Linked DNA regions of Rattus norvegicus: region 2 is linked to region 1. A link is a contact called in public Hi-C data. All regions are on one chromosome and are shown on one strand. The core of a region is the stretch at or near the end of the contact, and the rest is flanking DNA. Distances in the headings are between cores, read along the strand shown. Region 1 has its middle 290 kb from the start of Diras2. Region 2 holds the start of Gadd45g (growth arrest and DNA-damage-inducible, gamma).

Evidence for each region. Hi-C and Micro-C count contacts between places; a contact is called where the count stands out from the background.
Region 2: a Hi-C map of liver shows a contact between it and region 1, with 2.9 times the contacts expected there. The contact joins the promoter of Gadd45g here to the enhancer-like site in region 1. A contact is called at or near these places in 6 of 12 Hi-C or Micro-C datasets (Schwann cells, hepatocytes, kidney and 2 more) and 1 of 1 datasets of contacts at active chromatin or transcription factors (oligodendrocytes).

The regions. Positions count from the first base shown.
Region 1 is chr17:13,198,467-13,202,020 of GRCr8, forward strand. No RefSeq gene overlaps it. Among named protein-coding and RNA genes, the nearest start is that of Diras2, 290 kb to the left of the region's middle. Within about 2 kb of position 1,780, at least 10 of the 93 cell types and tissues checked have an H3K27ac peak or open chromatin away from gene starts, as enhancers often do. A contact at or near this core is called in liver, where this site is marked.
Region 2 is chr17:13,528,708-13,532,261 of GRCr8, forward strand. It overlaps Gadd45g (growth arrest and DNA-damage-inducible, gamma), which reads right to left and starts at 1,644. Exons shown (of 4, transcript NM_001077640.2): 1 at 1,504-1,644; 2 at 921-1,022; 3 at 605-818; 4 at 1-500. The coding sequence starts at 1,556. The coding sequence ends at 390.

The sequences.
Region 1 (3,554 bases), core at 530-3,029:
CCTGTCAGGAAGAACGAGGAAGTCCTTACTCAAGTCTATCGCCAGGGTCCGGACTGGAAGCTTAGGCATAAATAGAATTCAAGAAGCATGCATAAGTAAACAGCCAGGTCAGGGTGTGGTCCTGCCCAGTATCACCCCATCACTATTTCAGCTCCAGTTCTCCTCAAGATGATCTGGCAAGGGATCGAAACTGTGTGGCCTTTCTTCTTGGGAGGCAAATCCCTCCTCCAATCAACACCAAGCTTCCACCTTTTTTTTTTTTTTTTTTTGCTTCCTGCATGGGATTCTAAGGAAGAGTCCAGTTGTTGGGGCTCCTCTGTTTCAATAGTCTGATACAGCAGGCATTTCTTTCCCGAGCACCCCCTGCCTGATGTAACAGTTACAACTGTTCCCTGTTGGGACTGAGTTCTGATATCACTGAGCCTGGAGCCTGAACTGCATCCTCCCGTAACAATGTATCTTCCCGAGCGGATCACATGACAGGTGACTTGCTTTGCAAACTCTGACTGCGTCATTTTGGGAAGGTCCAGGCCCAGGGTCTGTATGAGTAGCTGCTGCTGAATAAGTTTCTTCGCAAATGCCTGTGTGCATGCACGCAGTTGGCAGATGACACCAAGGACTGCTCTGGGCGAGTGGTATCTTTTGTTCCTGGGATTTGGAGGTTTCCGGGAAGCTAGGACTCAGAGCACTGGGGGTTAGAGGCTCCTGTTGTAGAAGATGCAGCTGAAAATGTATATTAGTCTGTTTCCTGTCGCTGTACCCCAAATTCTGAAGCTTGCAAAAGGAGGCTTAGTTGGCCTTCAATCCTGATACTCGAGTATGTGGTCCTGATGTCTCTGGTGAGGGATTTTTGGCTCCATCTCAACATGATAAGGAAAAAAAAAAAAAAAAAAAAAAAAAAAAACGAGACAAGAGGGAGAGATCACGTGACCAAACCTAAAGCCAGAGGGATTCAAAAGTCAGCTTCCTCTTCACAGCCATTTGTTCCCATGACAACTAATGAGTCCTGAGAGGACAGACAATTCCTTTGGAGGGAAGAACCACCATGAATGTCACCCAATAGGGTTAGCGGTTGTGACGTCACCAGTCATGGCTGCCCCTCTTAAAGGTCCCACAGTCTCAATACCGCCACACTTGGTGGCACCAAGTATCCACCACACGAGTCTTGGTGTAATCATTCAAACCGCATTAAAGCTATGGTAATGGATGAGCAATCTGGAAGGATCCAGGTCCTGTTCAGGTCTATGTTAGTGGTAAAGCTGTTATTTTGAGTGTTTAAAAGAGGTAAAGGAAAACAGGGACAAGAAAAGTCTTGCGGAGCTGTGCCACAGGAACCTCTCAACAGGACATGACAACTGGCAGGCAGGAGCAGAGCTGGCAGGATTGTCCCCATTGTCCAGGCAGGGTACAGCTGGCCTTATGTCAATAGCTAAGCCTTCCTACACATAACAGAGTCCAAGGGGTGCTGTCGTCACACAGCCTTGGCTGCTGGAGCTAGTGGAGCGATTGGAGACTGGCTGCTGGGTAATCCAGCTTCTCATTTCTCACCTGCAGGGAGAACTGGGCCCCTGCACTTACAGCCATGTAGCACTGGTTGGAATAATTCCTTGGAACTGCTTCGAGGCCGACTCACCAGCAGCATGACACTAAGGTCCCACAGGGAAAATGACCTACAGACGGAAGCTTAGAATCTGGGTCTGAGTGAGCAAATACGGCTCACTGGAAGACAGAGACCTGGAATGTGGAACAGGCCAGGCCAGCTGGGGCAGGATGTGGCCAGGAAGCCAACATCAGGGAGGGGAGCCAGATCCTGGCAGGCAACAGGCCCAGCATGGTCCGGGTGCCCTCAGCTCAAGGCAGCAAGACCTCAGAGGAGAACTGTGATACCCAGCTTTGGATGGAACCCCTGGTGTCTTTGTTGGGTGTAAGTAGTGGATGAGGATTCTTGATAAAGACTATATTTTATTGGGAAAAAATTCTTTGCTTTTCTGACAGAACACTCATCAACAATAACAAGGCTACATTTTATCTTGTGGAAGGGAGGCTCCTTCGACTTGGGATTTCCGGTGTGGGCCCACACCTAGTTTATAAGGTGCCAGGGTTCAAACTTCATGAATAGGGAAGCTAAGCAAACTTCCTATCCATTGAACTGCATCCTTAGCCTTTAAAAAAGATGTTTATTTGTTGTTATACATGTGTTGGTATGGATATAATACATCTGTGCATGTGCCCTGGGAGGCCAGAAGAGGGCATGGGATCCCCTGGAGCTGGAGTTACATAGAGAAGAGGACATCTAACTCCTTGGAGCTGGAGTTACATTGAGTAATACAAAGTTGCCAGCCACCCCACAGGGGTGCTAGGAATCAGACTCAGGTCTTCTGCAAAAGCCTACATGTTCATAAAGGCTGAGCCAAATCTCTTTAGTCCTGCCTTACCTCTAGGTTATTTTTAAGCCAGTAATGTTGACTGGCTCCTCCTGCCAAAAATGGGCGGAGACCTGAGAAAGGAAGTTCCCTTTCTCGGGGAGGGAGTTGGTCCTTGTCTATTCTTGTACCAATAGGTAGCTTTGGGCAGGAGAGATAGCTTGAAGCACGGTGTTCCCAGAATACGAGCCTGTCCGCATTGTCCAGTACAAGGAGGGCAAGTCAAGACAGAGCCAGTAAGTCCTCAGTAGGGTGGCAGCCTGTCTCAGGGCAAGGCAGACCGCATGAAGCAACATGGCCTCCACAACCCCAAACAGAGTTGCAATCTAAAAGACATAAACACCACTAGGAGTGGCCCAGGTGAGATGCTTATCTCTCCTCCGCAAACAAACAGCTCACAGTGGCTGACACCCTCCACACTCAGCATCATCGAGGTAGTCCAGCAGGTGGCTGGCGGGAGGGTTCTCAGCCTTCAACTCCCCCAAACAAACCAGTGGCCAGCATGGAAGACCCACTACTGGGAAGCTATCACCTCCTGGGAGAGAAAGATGTGTCTCGGACACCTTCATACCAAGAGAGCCACTGGGGTCACTGCTCTCAGCGGTTCTCATTATTACGACAACAACGACATTGCTGATGATAATAAACATAAAACTAAAACTAAACCCCACAGCCCCACAGCCACTGTTGTAGCCTTGCACAATGACAGCCAGATATTGTTTATCCTCAGTCTCCATAGTCTGGGCGCTTTGCACAAATATTTACTGAGTGTCATAGGGACGTAGATAAAGACTTAATTTCCTACCCTCGAGGGGCCCATGGTCTAATGGGCAGGTGGACTTGTAAACAAACAGTTTCAACACAGTGCCAAGATGTGGAGCAAAACACAGGTGGGGCAGAGTAGGGCACAGGGAGGGACCGCCTGGGTCTGTCTATAGGAGGGTGCATGGGGTTCTAGGGAAAGATAGGAGGTCCTAGGGGCTGTTGTAATATTCCAAGCAGTGGAATAGCACCTGCAGCCAGACTTTTGGCTACTTCGGGGGTTCCTTTGACTCCCACCCTTCTTCACCCCATTCTATCTTTCCAACCCCCCCCAACACCAGGTAGAAGAGAAAAAAGACTAGAGGGGGA
Region 2 (3,554 bases), core at 394-2,893, 330 kb after region 1:
CTAAGTCCGGCTCGCTCCTGCAGTGGCCTCTCCTGCAGCTGTACCAAGTCCAGGCGGCCTCCTGCCTTGCCTTTCCCCTCCTTTCACTGAAGGCTGCTTGCTGAGTCACACCTGCCTCGCTGGTCGGTTCTTCCCGGCCCTGGGGCCAACGTCCTTGCCAGGCCTTCGTGTGCTAGCAGCCTCTCCGGACACTGGCAGAGTCCTGGGCTCGGAACAAGATGTCCCCGCTGCCGCCAGACCCCCTTCTTGGGAGGCCGCGCTCCTCGCTCTCCAGGCAACATCGCCTGCCAGTCTCCATGCGCACTCGAGCGCCCTCGGAGGGCCACTCCAGAGCCAGCAGCGCGCTAGAGTGTCACCAAGTCGATCAGACCAAGGTCCCTGCCAGGCTGTCACTCGGGAAGGGTGATGCTGGGCACCCAGTCGTTGAAGCTGCGGCTCTCCTCGCAGAACAAACTGAGCTTCTCCAAGGCAGGGTCCTTCCATGTGTCTTCATTAGGGTTCTGGATTTAAAAAAAGAAAAGAAATACAGGGGTCAGCCATGCCTATCGTTGGCCAGGACAGGTTGGGGGACTGGCGTGGAGAGGTAGTGAGTGGGAGCGCTCACCGAAATGAGGATGCAATGCAAGTCTCCCGGCGCGCCCCCCTCGTCGTCGGCGCCCACGATCGCCGCCAGCCTCTGCACGTCTCCCACGCGCACGATGTCAATGTCGTTCTCGCAGCAGAACGCCTGGATCAACGTAAAATGGATCTGCAGGGCTATGTCGCCCTCATCTTCTTCGTCGGCAGCCAGCACGCAAAAGGTCACATTGTCAGGGTCCCTGCAGAGCAGATGGGAAGCACAAGGTCAGAGTCGATGCCACCCCCAGGTCTCCCCACCGCGCCAACCCTAATCCCTGCACGCGGGGCCTTTCTACACTCACACATTCAGGACTTTGGCGGACTCGTAGACGCCAGCGGTCAGACAGCCCTGGCGCTGCGCCGACAGCAGAAGTTCGTGCAATGCTTTCCCGGCGCCCTGCATCCTGTGAAAGAACAAGCGCCGTGAGTGGGGGACCAGCACGGGGACGCGACAGAGAGATCCCTGCCCTGACCTCCAAGTCCCAGCTGGCCCCTTAGCCTAGACCTGCCTGGCGCCAGCATTCCTGCCTCCCAACTCCAACCTGGCGCCCACACACCCGGATCCCCAGTCCCGACCTGGCGCCCACACCTCTGGCACCCTAGTCATGATCTGGCGCCCTCATTCCCCATCACCCAGTCTCGACCTGGCGCCTGTAACTCCCGGTTCCCTACTTCTGATCTGGTACCCGTATCCCAGGCTCCCCAACAACGACCAGGTGCCGGCACCCCAAACTCTAGCTCTAGACACGAATCGAATGTAATAATCCTGGTCCCGCGCCTCTGCACCTCGCAGCCAGACAGTGCATGGCTCCCACCCTGCAAACTTCTATCCTGGAGGACCCCGAGAGATCGCTACCCGACAACTCTCTGTACCCCCAAACCCACCTGGCTGTGCTTTCCGGAACTGTATCCTGGCCACGGACTTCTTCCAGAGTCATTGTGCGATCCACGAACAGCAAGTTATCCAAAAGTGAAGAGTGCAGAGGGAACCCGAGCGCAAGTAAAGATTCCCAAAGACGATCCGCGCCCACCACCAGCGAGTGCGCCAGGCTCGGCAGGGAGAGTCCTTTTATAGACCGGCTCCGCGCGCCGCCGCCAGCTGGCGGGAGGCTGCGCTCCCATTGGCCAGCGCCCGCTTTCTGATGCAAATGAGGCGGCAGGCCTGCGGCTCGTGCCAGAAGGCCACGTGGGGAGGGGTGCGGGGGATGACACAGCCTCAAATCTGCCGCTTTTGTCAGGGTGTTACCAGGCAGACTGGAGCCTGCAGATTTCACCTCGCCTTTCTTTTTTGTAAGTCCTTAAAAGGAAAAAGTTAAAAAAATAGCACGTTGTTTGCTAATACGATACTGGAATTTGTAGAATGCACACTTGGAAAATGTAAACGCCTTTTTTGTTTGTTTGCACTTTTTGGTTTTTTTTTTTTTTTGCGACCTTTCTAATTTTTTCTTTTTTTTTTTTTTCAACTTGAAGTTTACGGGACTGTTGCACCGAAACCGAAACTTAAAAGTCAAAGGTTTGCAACTGCAACTGACTTTAGGCCTAGACTGCCACTAAGGACTCAGGACTTAGCGCCTTTCGGGGTCACGGCTGCAAGGTCTAAGCTCTCCCGCCCCCCATCCCCCACCCCTACCCGGAGCAGATCGCTGTGGGGCGCGGGCAGCAGGGACTAGCAGATTGCTGCCGGCACACGCGGCTCGTTTGCATTTCTATACGGGGCACACAAAAGAGGAGGTCTGGCGTGTGGCAGTTCACAGTGAGGACAATCGACGCTTTCTCTTTCATAGCAACACTGTCCACCTGCCGCCGGTGGGGTGGGCAGAGCCCCCCTCGCGCGCGGGGGTCGCGGGGTTGCACGGCGCGTGAGGGTCGGAGCCGCGTGCCGCTCCCCCGCCCCTGGGTGCGCACCTCTTAGGCTTATGCTGGCTGCTGGGATTCTGATACACGCGTGCCAAGCTCGGGAGAGAGCTGTACACACAGGGATACTGCACCCCAAACCCAGAGGTTCCGGGGTGACTTGGAAGCTCGGCGCACGCTGTTCCTCAATGCTTTTCCCAGGGCGCCGCCTACAGGCCGACCTAGAAAAATCCAGATCTTCCTATCCTCCCACCACATACTGCCTCGCGTTGACCTCCCAGGGCCGAGGTACCCCAGGCACCGAGAACCCTGTGCTATTATGCGCATCAATTAGAATCAGTATAGCTCCTGCGCCCCTGGCCTGGAGACCGAAAGGAGCCTGCCGCCCGGGACCAAGAATCCGTTTGTCTAATGAGATTTTTGAAATATTTCAACTACTTAAAAATGTTTTTTCAAAAGTTCTTTTCTGATGATATAATAGAATTCGAAGCGATCTTGGGAGATTTCTGAACTTATCGTTTGCCCCGTGAGACCTGCACACCAGGCTTCCAGACTGTTCACCCGCAGATCACGACACTGTGGGCGTCTGCATCTCTCTGTACTACACAGAAAAGTGTGCTAGGGGACTTCTGGAGATTCTTTTGAGTGAAGCCTGGGGAGGCTGGATAGGGCAAAGGGCGTTCATGAAGCTTGCCAGATGCAAAAATCACACACACACACACACACACACACACACACACACACACACACACACACACACACAGAGAGAGAGAGAGAGAGACAGAGACAGAGACAGAGACAGAGACAGAGACGGAGACAGGCAGAGAGAGACACAGAAAATTCCTTTTTACTGGAGTGTTCTCTAGGTGGGTGGTGAATATATACATTCAGTGTTAATTTTTGAACTCCTTAAAGGACGTTTTCCTGCTGCTCGGTGAAGCTGCGCGTTTGCCAACGCCAAAGGCTAGGCCTGGGGCCGGCGTCTTGCGCCTCCCAGAGGCTGCATTGAGAACTGCAGAGGTCCGTCCTGTGGTTCAGTGAAAGCACGAATTTGATTTGCAAGGTCTCTCAATTTCTCAAAA